Regions from separate parts of the Mus musculus genome. Here region 1 is linked to region 2. A link is a contact called in public Hi-C data. All regions are on one chromosome and are shown on one strand. The core of a region is the stretch at or near the end of the contact, and the rest is flanking DNA. Distances in the headings are between cores, read along the strand shown. Region 1 has its middle 96 kb from the start of Gpbp1. Region 2 has its middle 5.5 kb from the start of 3110015C05Rik.

Region 1 (6,875 bases), core at 2,794-5,293, 160 kb after region 2:
CTCAACACCCAGGTCACCCAGCGCTCAACACCCAGGTCACCCAGCACTCAATACCCAGGTCACCCAGCACTCAATACCCAGGTCACCCAGCACTCAACACCCAGGTCACCCAGCACTCAACTCCCAGGTCACCCAGCACTCAACTCCCTGGTCACCCAGCACTCAACTTCCTGGTCACCCAGCACTCAACTCCCAGGTCACCCAGCACTCAACTTCCTGGTCACCCAGCACTCAACTCCCAGGTCACCCAGCACTCAACACCCAGGTCACCCAGCACTCAACACCCAGGTCACCCAGCACTCAACTCCCTGGTCACCCAGTACTCAACTCCCTGGTCACCCAGCACTCAACTTCCTGGTCACCCAGCACTCAACTCCCAGGTCACCCAGCACTCAACTTCCTGGTCACCCAGCACTCAACTCCCAGGTCACCCAGCACTCAACACCCAGGTCACCCAGCACTCAACTCCCTGGTAACCCAGTGCTCCTCCCCATGGTCACCCAGTGCTCAAATTCCTGATCATCCACAGCACAAACTTCTTTGAGGTCTCACTAGCTGATAAGTCACTGTGGTGGAGGTGGGACAATGGAGCTCTCCAAAAGCTGTTTCTGATTAGTATGCTTGGCTCTAAAGCCAAACTCTTGACTTGAGGCAAGAAGCCAATTATTTCTAAGCAAGGTTGAATCTTGACCTTGAAAACATTCAGGGATTAGACTATTCAGTGAATCGGAAAAAAATGTTTTGGCTGGATTTGAGGTTTATTTTGTTTCTTTTTTTTCTTTTGAATAATTACCTTCTTCCTGCTAACCTTCAAACTCTAATACAATTTTTCATGTCATCCATATAAATGATCCTTCTCCAATGATTCAGGATAAGTTCTGAAAATGATTCTAATTCATACTTCTACCCTATGCCCAGGATACAAACACATAACAAAGAATAGTGCGCATCCTGGCACATGGAAGGTCTTAAATAGATTTTATCTAAATTGACCTCCTTAGTTTTATGCTTTGTGCTCTCCATTCTCTCACGTGGACCACACATTCAGCAAGTATCAGTACGTATCATACCTGTCTTGTGCTTCAATAACTGCAAGCTCGAAACCATGCCACTGATTTAAGCAAGTTCAGTAGTTAAAGGCATGGTGGCCCAATGCCTTTAATCTCAGATTCTGAAAGGCAGAGGCACATAGTTCAAGGCCAGCCTGTTCTACCTAGTACGTTCCAGGTCAGCTAGTCCTACACAGTGAGGTGATGTCTCAACAACAACAAAAAACAAAACTCAGCAGCTAAAGGCACCTGTCACCAATCCTAATGGCATGAGTTCCCTCTCCACAGCCCACACGGAAGAAGGAGAAAAGATTCTGCAAGGTATCCTCTAGTGCATGTGCATACACACACACACACACACACACACACACACACACACACACACGAGCATGCGCACACACAAGAGCATATGCTGAATAAACAAATGTACTTTAATGATTTTAAGAGCACTCTTCTAAAAGTTGGGAAGGCCAGGGTCAACGGGCTCCTGCCTGGCATGGGTCCTCCTGCTGCACCAACCCACAGCAAAAGGCAAGAGAACATGCAAGAGAAAGTGAGAGTAAAAGTCTGCACTCTCATCCTCCGGTCCTTCTAAAACCCACATCAGTCCATTCACGAAGACAGAGTCCTTGAGGCTGAAGCACTTCACAGAAGTCCCCCTTTCATGCTGCTGCTCTGGAGGTGACATTCCCAGTGCACAGGTTTTTTTGGGTTTTGGGGGGGCAGAGGGGTGAGGGGAATGTGGGGAAGCACATTCTAAATTGAGCATTAGGGATTATGACTATTATTTTTATGTTCTAAATCTCGCTATGAATTAGCAGTTATAAAGAGAGTTGTCAAAAGGTATATCCAGACATTGTCATCCTTGAAAGCACATGGTCATCGTTATACAAGGATGTACATATCCTTAGGCACGTCTGTCACTGTGGGGACTAGCTGCAGTTACAGATGGACATGGGAGTTCCCCTTCCGAAGCTGCTGCAGGAAAGCAGCTCAGCCTATCCTTGCACATCCATGACAGCAATTGCACTCACAGCAGCCGTGATATAGAGCAGATCAAGTGCCCATCAGCCCATCCTTGCACATCCATGACAGCAATAGCACTCACAGTAGCTTTGATACAGATCACATCAGGAGTCCAGCAACAGATGAGTGGATAAAGAAAACACAGTGTGTACACAAACCATGACGAGAAATGAGAGCATGATGTTTTCAAGAAAATAGATGCAACTGGTCATCTTTATGTCAGGAGAAAAAAACCCAGGCTCAGACAGGCAAACCCCATGTGTTTGCTTCTGTATGAAAAACCAAAAATTAAAAGTAATTGTGTGTGTATCTCGAAACTGAGAGGGGCTGTAAAAAGGAAGAGAAAGAGATCTTTAGGGAGGTAGGAGATAGGGTAAAGGAACATATTCGAAGAATACAACATAGGGCTGGAGAGATCGCTCAGCGGTTAAAAGTACTGACTGCTCTTCCGAAGGTCCTGGTTCAAATCCCAGCAACCACATGATAGCTCACAACCATCCTTAATGAGATCCGATGCCCTCTTCTGCTGTATCTAAATACAGCTACAGTGTACGTACATATAACAATAAATAAATCTTGGGGCCAGAGCAAGCAGGGCTGGAGCGAGCAAAGGTCCTGAGTTCAATTCCCAGCAATGACATGATGGCTCATATCCATCTGTACAGCTACAGTGTACTCATATACATGAAATAAATAGATAACTCTTAAACACACACACAAAGACGACAGCATGGTCTAACTGTGGAAAGAAAAGAAATGAGCTGGGGGGGAGGGGCAGTGTGGGGCCAGGGAATAGGAGGGCGTAGGGGAGTTGAACAAAAGAAGAAAAAACGTATATCACATATACAAAAGTACCATAAGGATGGGCTGACCAGCTCAGCTCCCTCCCAGGCCCAGCTCCTGGGCTCTGAGATTGGCCTGCCCACCCCAACATCTACCAATGAACTGCTGGAGTGCATGAAGGAGCAGGTCCTACATATGCAAAAATAAGCATCTCCATGACACAGGGCAACATCAGGATGCCTGAGAGAAGTCTCCGTGAGGATCCAGTATTCACAGAGTCGCAGAAGCCAGAGGCCTCCGACCTGAGCCAGGAGTCATTGCAATGAACATTCACAAGCAAAGAAGCAGGCTGAAGGGTACACCATGGGACACACTGTGACACAATAGAGATTTTTTTTCCTCTGTTGCGGGGAGGTTGCAAGGGTGGGCGGCAGGTACGAGGGGAGGGGGTGGTGAATGGGACTGGGTGGCATGATAGGACATTCACAAAGAAACCAACAAAAGGATAAAATGGACAGAATTGCCCTATGGCAGAGCCAGCGGAAGGACTGAAGGAGCTGAAGGGGGTGGCAACCGCATAGGAAGAACAACAGTGTTAACTAACCTGGACCCCTGGGACTGAGCCACCAACCAAACGCTATACACAGGCTGGTCTGAGTTCTCCAGCACATATGTAGCACAGGCTACTTTGTCTGGCCTCAGTGGGAGAAGATGCCCTTAATCCTGTAGAGACTTGATCCCCAGGCAAGGGGGAAGGGAGCACCCTCTCAGAGGCAAAGGAGAGGGAAGATGGGGCAAGAAATCTGTAAAGAGGGCGGGGGGGGGGGGCGGCAACATTTAGGGATATAAAAAATGAATAAGGAAAAGAGAAAAGAAAATTCGATAATGAGCCCATTACTTTGTATGCTAACCTGAAAAGATTAATTTTAAAAATTCCCTTTAACTAAGGCCTACCATGAAGCCATGACTATCTGTGACAGAAGCAACTGGAAGACTGGCGCTTTCCCAGGACTGTGGCTTGGGTGACAAGAGAGAAATCTGTGGGACACTCTGTAAATGGGGTGTGAAACCAGGATATGAACTACCCAGGAGTCACCTCCTTCTCACACATGAGCAAGTACAGCCTCCTTGCCTTCTCGCTCACCCGCTCGCCCGCTCGCTCACTCACTGCCTCCCTCACCACTTCCCTGGCAGCCAGTGAGGTGTTTTCATTCCAATGGGGCTTTTCCAGAGCCAGGAGCTCTGAAGCTGTGGAGCATCAGCAACGGGAACTGAGCAGCCAGCATCCAGGGCGCCTGAACTGGAGATCACCTTGGAGAGCCAGCCCTACCTCATCCTTGGAGCAAGCTGGCTTGGAGTGGACCTTGAACCTGGCTCTGCCTGCTTCAGAGCTGGGGTGTAAGCATACAGACCACTACATACAATCTAGCAGTCTGCAGGAAAAGCTGGCAGGTGGAATTTCATGCCTAAGTAAGTGGAAAGAACTGAGGTTGTAGTGGTCTTTTGGGGTTTTTTTTCCCCCGTTTTATCTGATGTGCTATTTCTTTTTAATCCACTTCTTCTAACATCCTGTTGGGCCTACGCTGCCTCTTATATATTTGGGGTTGGGGAGGAGGGACAGGAAGGGAGGCTGCAGGGAAGATTGTGATGGATCTGAACAGGAAATGTCTTTTTGACAAATGAAGGCTCTCTTCCCTTGCCTAGTTCTGAAACGCCTCTGGCTTGAAAGTTCTCCATATGCTCATAGCTGTTATTTAGGTACACCACGCAATTTCTAAACAAAGAGCTCCATTCTTGGCCCCCACTTACACAGCCTGCAACAGCAAGGCAATGTTCCACTGGAGAAATACAGGAGATCTAGGGCTGAGTGAGACCACAGGTCACAGAATAAAACGTGATTGGCAATGACAATAGGACGGTGTGGGTAGTCAGGGCCAATCAGCCTGCCCGAGAAGAAGCTTCTACCTGTTTCCAGAAAGTTCCAACATTCCCATGGGTGTTGCTTAGCTAGGCTTGCTATAACAAAGCACCCTAGACTGGGTGGCTTAAAGAGCAGGAAGGTAGCCTCACACTTTTGAGACTAAAGGGCTAAGACCAAGGTCTTAGCAAGGTTAATTCCTTCTGAGACTTTGTGAATCGGTCCTGTCTCTCTTCTGGATTCTGGTGGTTTTCTACCCATTGCTATTGACCCCCCGGGCTATCACCTTGAAATCCACATTTGTATCCATATACTGCCCTCCCCACGGGCATGGCCTATGACCACATTTCCCTTTCCATCCGCACACTGTGCAGCATGCACACACACAAACACACAAACCTCACTCGATTAGAGGTAAGCAGCCAGTGTTGGTAGATCTCTTCAGCCAGGTTCCAGAGAGAGGATCCATTCCTCTGTCTGAGCCTCTGAAGGAGGATTCCACAAGCCAAAGGGTGGAAAAGCGAGCTCACCTCCTAACCCCTTCCAACTCCTGATCCCGTCCACCTCCCCTCACCCCCTCACCCCCCCACCCCACCCCCCACCCCCAACTCCCATGCCATTCTAACCCTGGATGAATCCAGGCTCTTTTCAGCTCCCACCAGAATCACTTCAATTCAGTTTAAAATCAGGGAAACTACACCACAGGTTCTCAGCCTGTGGGTTGTGACCTCTTAGGACTTGACAGACCCTCTCACAGGAGAAGCCTAAGACCATCGGGGAAACACATTATATGATGCATAACAGTAACAAAATTACAGTTATAAAGTAGCAGTGAAAATAATTTTGTGGTTATGAGGTCACCACAACATGAGAAATATATTAAAGGTTGAGAACCGCCGAACTACAGGGCTTTTCTTCAGACGTGCCAGCTCTCTGCTCCAGAAAATTCTGATTTGACCCAATTTGGACTCACTATCCCAAAAATCATACCTACTCCAATAGAAGGAAAAGCTTGTGGTCAGCTCAGGGGTAGCCTAAGAAAAGCCAGTGGACACTTTTTCTGGGACACATGGGGCCCTCAAAAAGGTCAGGCCTTAAAAGGACAAAATCCTTTGTAACTGAGGGTGAAAATCAGCTCTGGAACACTGGGGCTTTGACACACGCACACTGGCTTTCGGGTACCTGCTCCCTATAGCAAAAGCTGCTACATTTACAACCCAATTCATGAAGGCTAAGCTTCCCACTTAAGGCGGCAGGTGTTTATTGGCAAATAAAATACCCAGCATCCACCTGAAACTGTCCCATATGTCCTTTGCGGGTATTAAGCCATTAAAATCCGGTAGCTGGTGAGATGGCTCAGAGGTTAAAAGCACTGACTGCTCCTTCCAGGGGTCCTGAGTTCAATTCCCAGCAACCACATGGTGGCTCACAGCCATCTGTAATGGGATCCGAAGCTCTCTTCTGGTGTGTCTGATGGCAGCTAGCATGTACTCATATAAATAAATAAACCTTTTAAAAATCAAATATTTAAATATTTGAAATCCACACAGCCGCTTGAAGCAGGTACAAGTATTCCCTCATTTTAGCAAGGAACATGGTGCACAAAGGCCAAGCAGCCCCCCTGAGCACACCCAACCTGTGAGTGCTGGAGCCTAGGTCTGAACTTTTGACATTAATAGTCTAGGTGCTGAACTGCTGCAATGGAGGACTAATGTAACTTTTAAGGAGTTGACAGAGCAAAACGTAGACGGAAATAACCGGAAGCTACAGCTGAACCGGAACCTGCTTGACTGTGCCACAGTAGCTGCATTTGAGAATGCGCTTTCTCCCACTCAACAAGCCTAGCCAGAGAATAAACAAAACTGTGTCCCCTGCCAGCCCTGCAGCATAGTGTGAACCGAAAAGGGGAGGCAGGGTGGGAGTGGGGAGTGGGGGTGGGGAAGGTGTGCCTGCTCCTATCAGGACAGCAATCTCTGGAGCTGCAGGCTGGGCTGTAATGTCCCCTAAGAGTCTTCCCTCTTTGCTTGCTCTTCCGTAAATGCAAATTCTAAAATGGCAAACAAACAAAAACCTGGCCCAGTTTCTACTTAAGAGTGTGA
Region 2 (6,420 bases), core at 2,998-5,497:
CAGTGTGTTCCGGCATTTACAAAAGAGCCTGTGCATAGCAGGCACTTGGAACTGTGTGACCTGCACAGCTAAATCCTCTGTGATGCCTGAATGTTCTTCCTCTAACTCTGCATTTATCTTTGGTATCTGCCTATGAGCTTCTGTAAAGTTCACAGGATATATAGTTTTTATACCAACTACCACTTCGTTGTTAGTTAATTACTATTTTGCTACCATTTACCATAACCCTTTAATTCTCCCAAACACAGTCTATCCACTCAGACTGGAAAGAGTCACGGCACTATGCTCCACCTACCAATGCCGTCTGATTCAGCCTTAAGGAGAACGCTTTTCTCATCTCTGTCTCCTCCCAGTCCCTGCCCAGCCCAGCCCAGGACACATCTCAATACAGGACAGCAGCACAGCATCCCATCATGTGTTGTGGATCGGTTTGTATCTAGCGCTGTGTCAGTGACATGGTCATCCACGGGGAAACAAGCAAGACAACTCTCCTAGTGGAGTGGAAGGCTCCAACACTGTCACAGTGTGGACAGGACTGTGTGTCTGCATGCTGCTAGGGCCAGGATATAGAAAGAGAATTAAAGCCAGATTGGCTATGTCTAGAAATAGCCAGTGAACCATGCTCACAGACCTTTACTTGAAACAAATCAAAATTAGAAACTTAAAGATCATGCCAGGCTATTCTTAAACTACATAAAACTTTGGAAGTTTTGGAAATGATTTTTTAAAAATGCTTACAAGTCTTTCCTCCTAAAAATCCATTAAACAATGGAAAGAACAGTGTTAACTCACGGAGGCGGAGGTCCCACCAGTAGACGGCATTCACAAATGATTGACAGCAACAGTACTTCCCTGCGATTTACAGAAGCTGAATTTACATAATTGCATAAAGTGACTCAGAACTGACCTCACTTCTGAAAACAGGCAACAGATGGCATCAGGATGCTCTGCTGCAGGGAGAAGGATAATGAGAGTCACTTGCCACCGACCGGCCCGCAGAGCCATCAGACCTGTTTGTGGGCTCCCTAAACTCTGTGCTCACTCATTAGCTGCTACATCTGCTCCTTTTGAAAGATGTGACCAGGACTGCATGAAGGCTCCTAAAGGTGTCCTGCGATGGTTTCATTTACCTAGACTTGGCCAAGGAGGAAAAGGAAAGAGTCTCTCTAATCTCTGAACCTTCTGTGTTCCTTACATCCTGTTTCCACTATTATCTGCTCTGTCAATGTGCGGTTGTCCTCTGATAGCCAAGTTCGGTACGATACAGAGGTACCTCTAATTGACCTGGAATCCAGTTGGAGCAGTCCAACTCTCAGCTAGTTTGCCATGGATGAATGTTGAATGCAAAAAATCTTTTAATTTATGTGCTATTGGGATAAGAACATGCATTGCTGGAGGAAGGCCATAGTCCAATGAAAATAGAAAAGTTCTTACATCAAATAGACAATGAGCATTAAAATAATGAAGAAAACCATTATCTAAATAAATATATCTTTCTCCTAAAGTAATCATTGTCCAAGCCAACACAAATGGATAATTTTCTTTTCTGAGATCTACTACATTCCCCTTAAGAAAAATCATAAAATTGAAATTTGATCTTTCCATAGCAAACAGATGAAAACTGATGGGCATTGTTTGGTTCCCAGGCAACTCTTCCCATGTACATACTGTGTGCCAAGCATTTACCCTGAGCTCTGAAACCACATAGCCTGACTTTCCTTCAAAACGAAAAGGACATACTGCACCTCTGTTTCTATTGCAACACACTGCACACAAAGCAACATTCCTATCCCTTGACTCATAACAGGACACACACATCACTTGTCAATGCAGTTACTTTCGCTGACCACACCCACACACGCCCCACTGTCTCAAGTCCATGCATATGACTACAGAGGTCTGCAGCCCACATCTGCTGTCTACCCTGCTCCTGACAGCACCGCAGCTGTCTCTGTCCTGCCCCCCCAAAGACAAGTTCCAACAAAGGGCAGACTAGAGTTCCTCCAAATTACCTTGAAGGCGTTTGTAGGGATGCTTGTCTGGAATCTGCTGGCCCCTTCCTGCTGCACCCCATTCACCTTCAGAAGCCGTGCAAGTCCATACCTGCTAACACTCCCCTCGTTTGCATGCCTGCTTCTCTACAAAGTCTGTATTCTTTGCCTACATTTTACCTAACGAAAATGGTAGAGACTTAAGGAGACTGGAGGGTAGAGAAGGACGGTGGAAAGATAAACAGAATCTACTTCAGGTTGCATCTGTAGAAAAATATCGTGACTCAACTATTTTGCTAGTTTCATACAATTCAATCTAAAAATAGAGAGTGGCTTGATTTTTTTCCCCTGAAGTCAAGTAAGGAAACTACAGGTGGTGGCACATGACTATAACTCCAGCACTCGGGGAGGATGAAGAGTTTGAAGCCTTCCTGCACCACCCTGAAAGACCCTGTCTCAGAGAGGAAGTAAAGCAAAAGGCAGGCACTTGAGACTCAGTGGTGGTGGCTTGCTTGGTGTCACTGTTTGGGTGTAAAATGTCCCCTATAGACTCTTATGTTTGAGCATTTGGTCCCCAACCAATATCACCCTTTGGGGATGTAATGGAACCTTTGAGAGATGATGGAACACTGCAGGATGAAGTAAGTCATTGGGAACTGGCTTTGAGGTTCTACATCCTGGCCTCACCTACTCTTGTTCTCTCCTTCACCACCATGCTGAATTCTAAACTTCTGAAAATATAGGCCAAAATAAACCCTTTCTCTCTAAAGCTGTTTTGGCCAGGGTATTTTATCACATTAACAGAGAAAATGCTAATACATCTAGAATGTTCAAGGCCCTAGGTTAGATCCCCAGCACAGAGAGAGGGGCCAGGGAAGGAAAGAAACAACCAATCAGTTGGACTGTCATAACTACCACTTTCTCCAGCAAATTTGTTACTATGGGGATCTGCCTCTACAGCCCCAACAACTGACCACAAACAAATTTTGGAACACAAGCCATTCATAAGTTGAGGACTGCCTACAAATGATGCCCTTTCCTGTGTAAGACAGGCTGATGGATTGTGTTTACTAGAATTACACGATAAAGAAACCACAAAAAGCTGACTCCAAGACTCCAGATAGCCCTCCCAGCCTTCTGGCTCCAAAATATAATCGCAATCTGAGCCTGTCTGGCTCAAGAAAAAAATAAAATGGGATCAGGGCTACAGTCATACTCAGAAGGCTACAGAGAGGCCACGGATGTCAACCTGGAGACACTAGAAAGCCTTATTCCTCAGCAGACAGCTGTGGGGTGCATGTGTAAAGCAGGCTGCAGCCAGACCTGCCCACTGGAATAACCTGTGAAGGCTCCTAATTTTAGCCAGCACTCTAGGTGCTGAGTTCTTCCTTTACCCTCTCCCTATAGTTTGCAAGCCTTCCTAGAGCCCACAGCAGGCTTGATTGGCCCAGCTGCATGGAGGAACTTCTGGGACAAGAACCCAGCATGCTTTGGTAGTGTTCCCTCAGAATAAATAGTGACATCTTTGCATTTGCTGTGTTCCTAGAAGGAGCTCTCTCCTTGTCTGCTCAAGACCTATGTTGTCAGGAAAGCGTCTAACTTAATGACATAATGCATGACCTGATCTTTCCCCCCTCTACACAGATGGGGTTGACACACTATAGAAAGGAACCCAGCTGAAGGTGCTGAAGACAGAGGCCATGTCCTCAAGCACGGGGTCTTTTCTGCCAAGGGGACCCCCAATTTCTTTAATTACCCAGAGCCAATGTGGGACAGCAGCAGCTCTGACAGCGACAGTTGATTTGTATCAGTTCACAGATTTGTTGACTGAATGGTGAATTTTCAGACTCTAACCTATTTCCCTGCCAAAATAGACGGATAAATGTTATACTTATAAAAACAGACAGGGCATCCTGCACTTATCTCACAAGCACACATTTTCTTCCTAAAATTGTTTATGTCATACAGGAAAAAAAATATTAATCAATGCGGCAAAAGAAAGCTTGTACTCTGTTCAGCCAATTTCATTCACTGACGAAAGCAGAGCAGAACATAACAGCCCCCTTGTTTTGCTGTCTTTGTTTCCCATGTACTGAGCGAAATTGCCCAGGAATTATAAGCAGTTAGCAAATGGTGCATAAATGACCAAAACCAAATGACAGCTCCATGAACAGGAGCAGGCTGGCCCTAGCTGAGCCAAAATGCTTGAGTTCTGGAACAAGAATGGGGAGTCAAGTTCCATCCCTGGCACTGAACCCAGTTCACTATTGATCTTCAGTTGCCCTCACATCCGCGGCTTCCCAGAGCACACACGGGGCTTTGTGACCTGCATTGCAGTGGAAAGATAGAGGCTACTAAGCCAAGTGGGAGGGCTTCGGCTAAGCCAAGGCTGCTGGGAGGGCTTCTGCAAAGTGGCTCTCCCAGGGAGGGTGTAGCTCTCCAAAGGATCTCTCTAGAGTAGTGAACTATTGTTCCATTGTCAACCTTGGATGTCACAGGAATCGTGGGAGAAGAAACAGGCTGTAGAGAATAGCCTCTTTCTCCAGTGGTGCCAATGTTTTTGACAGCTTGATCCAACAGTATTAGAAACTTAAGCAGTGTCTTGCTGTCTTCAAAGGTCAGACCAGCTCCATCCATCTGAACTGCCTTCTCTGCTCTTCCAATCCCTTCCCCAAGCTCACTCGGGATTAAGCCATTTCATAAGCTGGGAGTCCTCATGTGACTCTGTCGCTATTGTTTAGGTCCAGGAAAAGAAGACTCAAACTGTCTTGTGCAGATTCTAGGTTCTGGCCTTCATCGTTTCACCAGAAACACACTTAGCCAGGCATTCTGCGTGCATGTTGAAGCCGGATTTGGTTGGTTGTTTAGAGAAGTACCTGTTTCCTCTGAAGCCAGAGGTGTTCCTAAGTGGAAGCAGATGTGAAGGGCACCTAGGCAACTTGTGCAGAACCAGATTTGGGATCTGCTCTCACGTGTGTTTCCTGCTCCAAGCCATTTCCCTGGAATGCACCGTGAGCATGTGGGACAGATCAACAGCAACTTCCTGCCTCGGTGGTAAGAGGGCTTTTCGTGATGTTCTCATGCTCTTGGGTTCACTTCATCTATTTTAACTGTTCAGCCTGCTGGGACGGGGTGTGGGGGGAGCTTCGCCAAGGAATGCACAGTGGAAGGGGAGCTGAGAGGAGGTGATTTTGTAGTATGTTGCTCTGGCTTTACTTTTAAGCTGGGTTTCCCCTTGCTCAGCAAAAGGGGACACAAGCTGAGAAGCTACAGGTACTGGCTTTTGGCATACTCTGTTCATATCTGAACTAGGGAACCCCAATTTAGACTAGGAAGTAGAATAGAGTGATCCTAAAATTTGGCTAAAACTGTAGTTTTAAACTTCTGCATTTTTCCTAACTAGTGAGCTTTTTTTTTTTAAGTATAGTTTTTCTCCTCCTTACCTGCTAACATCAAAAAGAATCAAAAAGTATAGGAACCATATATCTGTGCTTATTATTAATAAGAAACTATACTCCAAATTATCTATCTTCTTTCAGGATGACATGTGCCTCATCTTTACTTTATCTTTTCAAAGTCATTAGTTTGTTTTGGTTTTTTTCTCCCTCCATTAAAAATATCCCAAGAGGGGGCTGGGGAACTAGCTCAGCAGTTAAGAGCACTTTGTCCCTCTTGCTGCAGAACCAGTTCAATTCCCAGCACCTATATAGCAACTAGGAACTGTCTGCAACTCTCATTCTAAAGCATCTGATGCCCTCTTCTGGACTCCTAGGGTAGTACACACAAGGGGTGCACATATCACACATACACAGAGAGAGAGAGAGAGAGAGAGAGAGAGAGAGAGAGAGAGAGAGTTAGTTTCAGGTGTGGTGGTACATGCCTTTAATACTAGCATCACGAAGAAATATCTAGCCCCAAACATCAACAACAGCAGTGCTGAGAAACCCTGGTCTATAAATACAAATGGTCCTGTATATACAAAGTCATTCTGGATGTACAAGATCGGACAGTGGTGGCGCATGCCTTTAATCCCAGCACTGGGGAGGCAGAGGCAGGCAGATTTCTGAGTTCAAGGCCAGCCTGGTCTACAGAGTGAGTTCCAGGACAGCCAAGGCTATACAGAGAAACCCTGTCTCAAAAAACAAAACAAAACAAAACAAAGCAAAACAAAGGAAAACAAAAAACAAAAAACAAAACAAAAAACAAAAACAAAAAATATCACTAATAAATAATAGAGTCCTGCACCAGTGGTCATATAAATAGTACAGTAAAGGTACTATATACACCTGAGCGCAAAGTCTAAAGAGTCAGGATTTGTAGCTGCTCCCTTTATTTCAAGTTTGCCTAGCAACAGAGATGCCTAGTTAGGTGCTAAAGAATGTTGCTGCCATCTAGAGGAAGAGAGGAAAATTTCCTCCAAATGCCACAC

The links. Hi-C and Micro-C count contacts between places; a contact is called where the count stands out from the background.
Region 1: a contact with region 2 is called in a Hi-C map of cortical neurons, with 3 times the contacts expected there. The contact joins two enhancer-like sites. A contact is called at or near these places in 80 of 484 Hi-C or Micro-C datasets (the 3T3-L1 cell line, 3T3-L1-derived adipocytes, the AML12 cell line and 49 more), 8 of 115 datasets of contacts at active chromatin or transcription factors (CD8 T cells, T-cell acute lymphoblastic leukemia, bone marrow-derived dendritic cells and 4 more) and 1 of 9 other capture datasets (embryonic stem cells).

Annotation. Positions count from the first base shown.
Region 1 is chr13:111,390,553-111,397,427 of GRCm38.p6, forward strand. No RefSeq gene overlaps it. Among named protein-coding and RNA genes, the nearest start is that of Gpbp1, 96 kb to the right of the region's middle. Within about 2 kb of position 4,044, at least 13 of the 459 cell types and tissues checked have an H3K27ac peak or open chromatin away from gene starts, as enhancers often do. A contact at or near this core is called in brain, cerebral cortex and cortical neurons, where this site is marked.
Region 2 is chr13:111,231,709-111,238,128 of GRCm38.p6, forward strand. No RefSeq gene overlaps it. Among named protein-coding and RNA genes, the nearest start is that of 3110015C05Rik, 5.5 kb to the left of the region's middle. Within about 2 kb of position 4,248, at least 66 of the 459 cell types and tissues checked have an H3K27ac peak or open chromatin away from gene starts, as enhancers often do. A contact at or near this core is called in brain, cerebral cortex and cortical neurons, where this site is marked.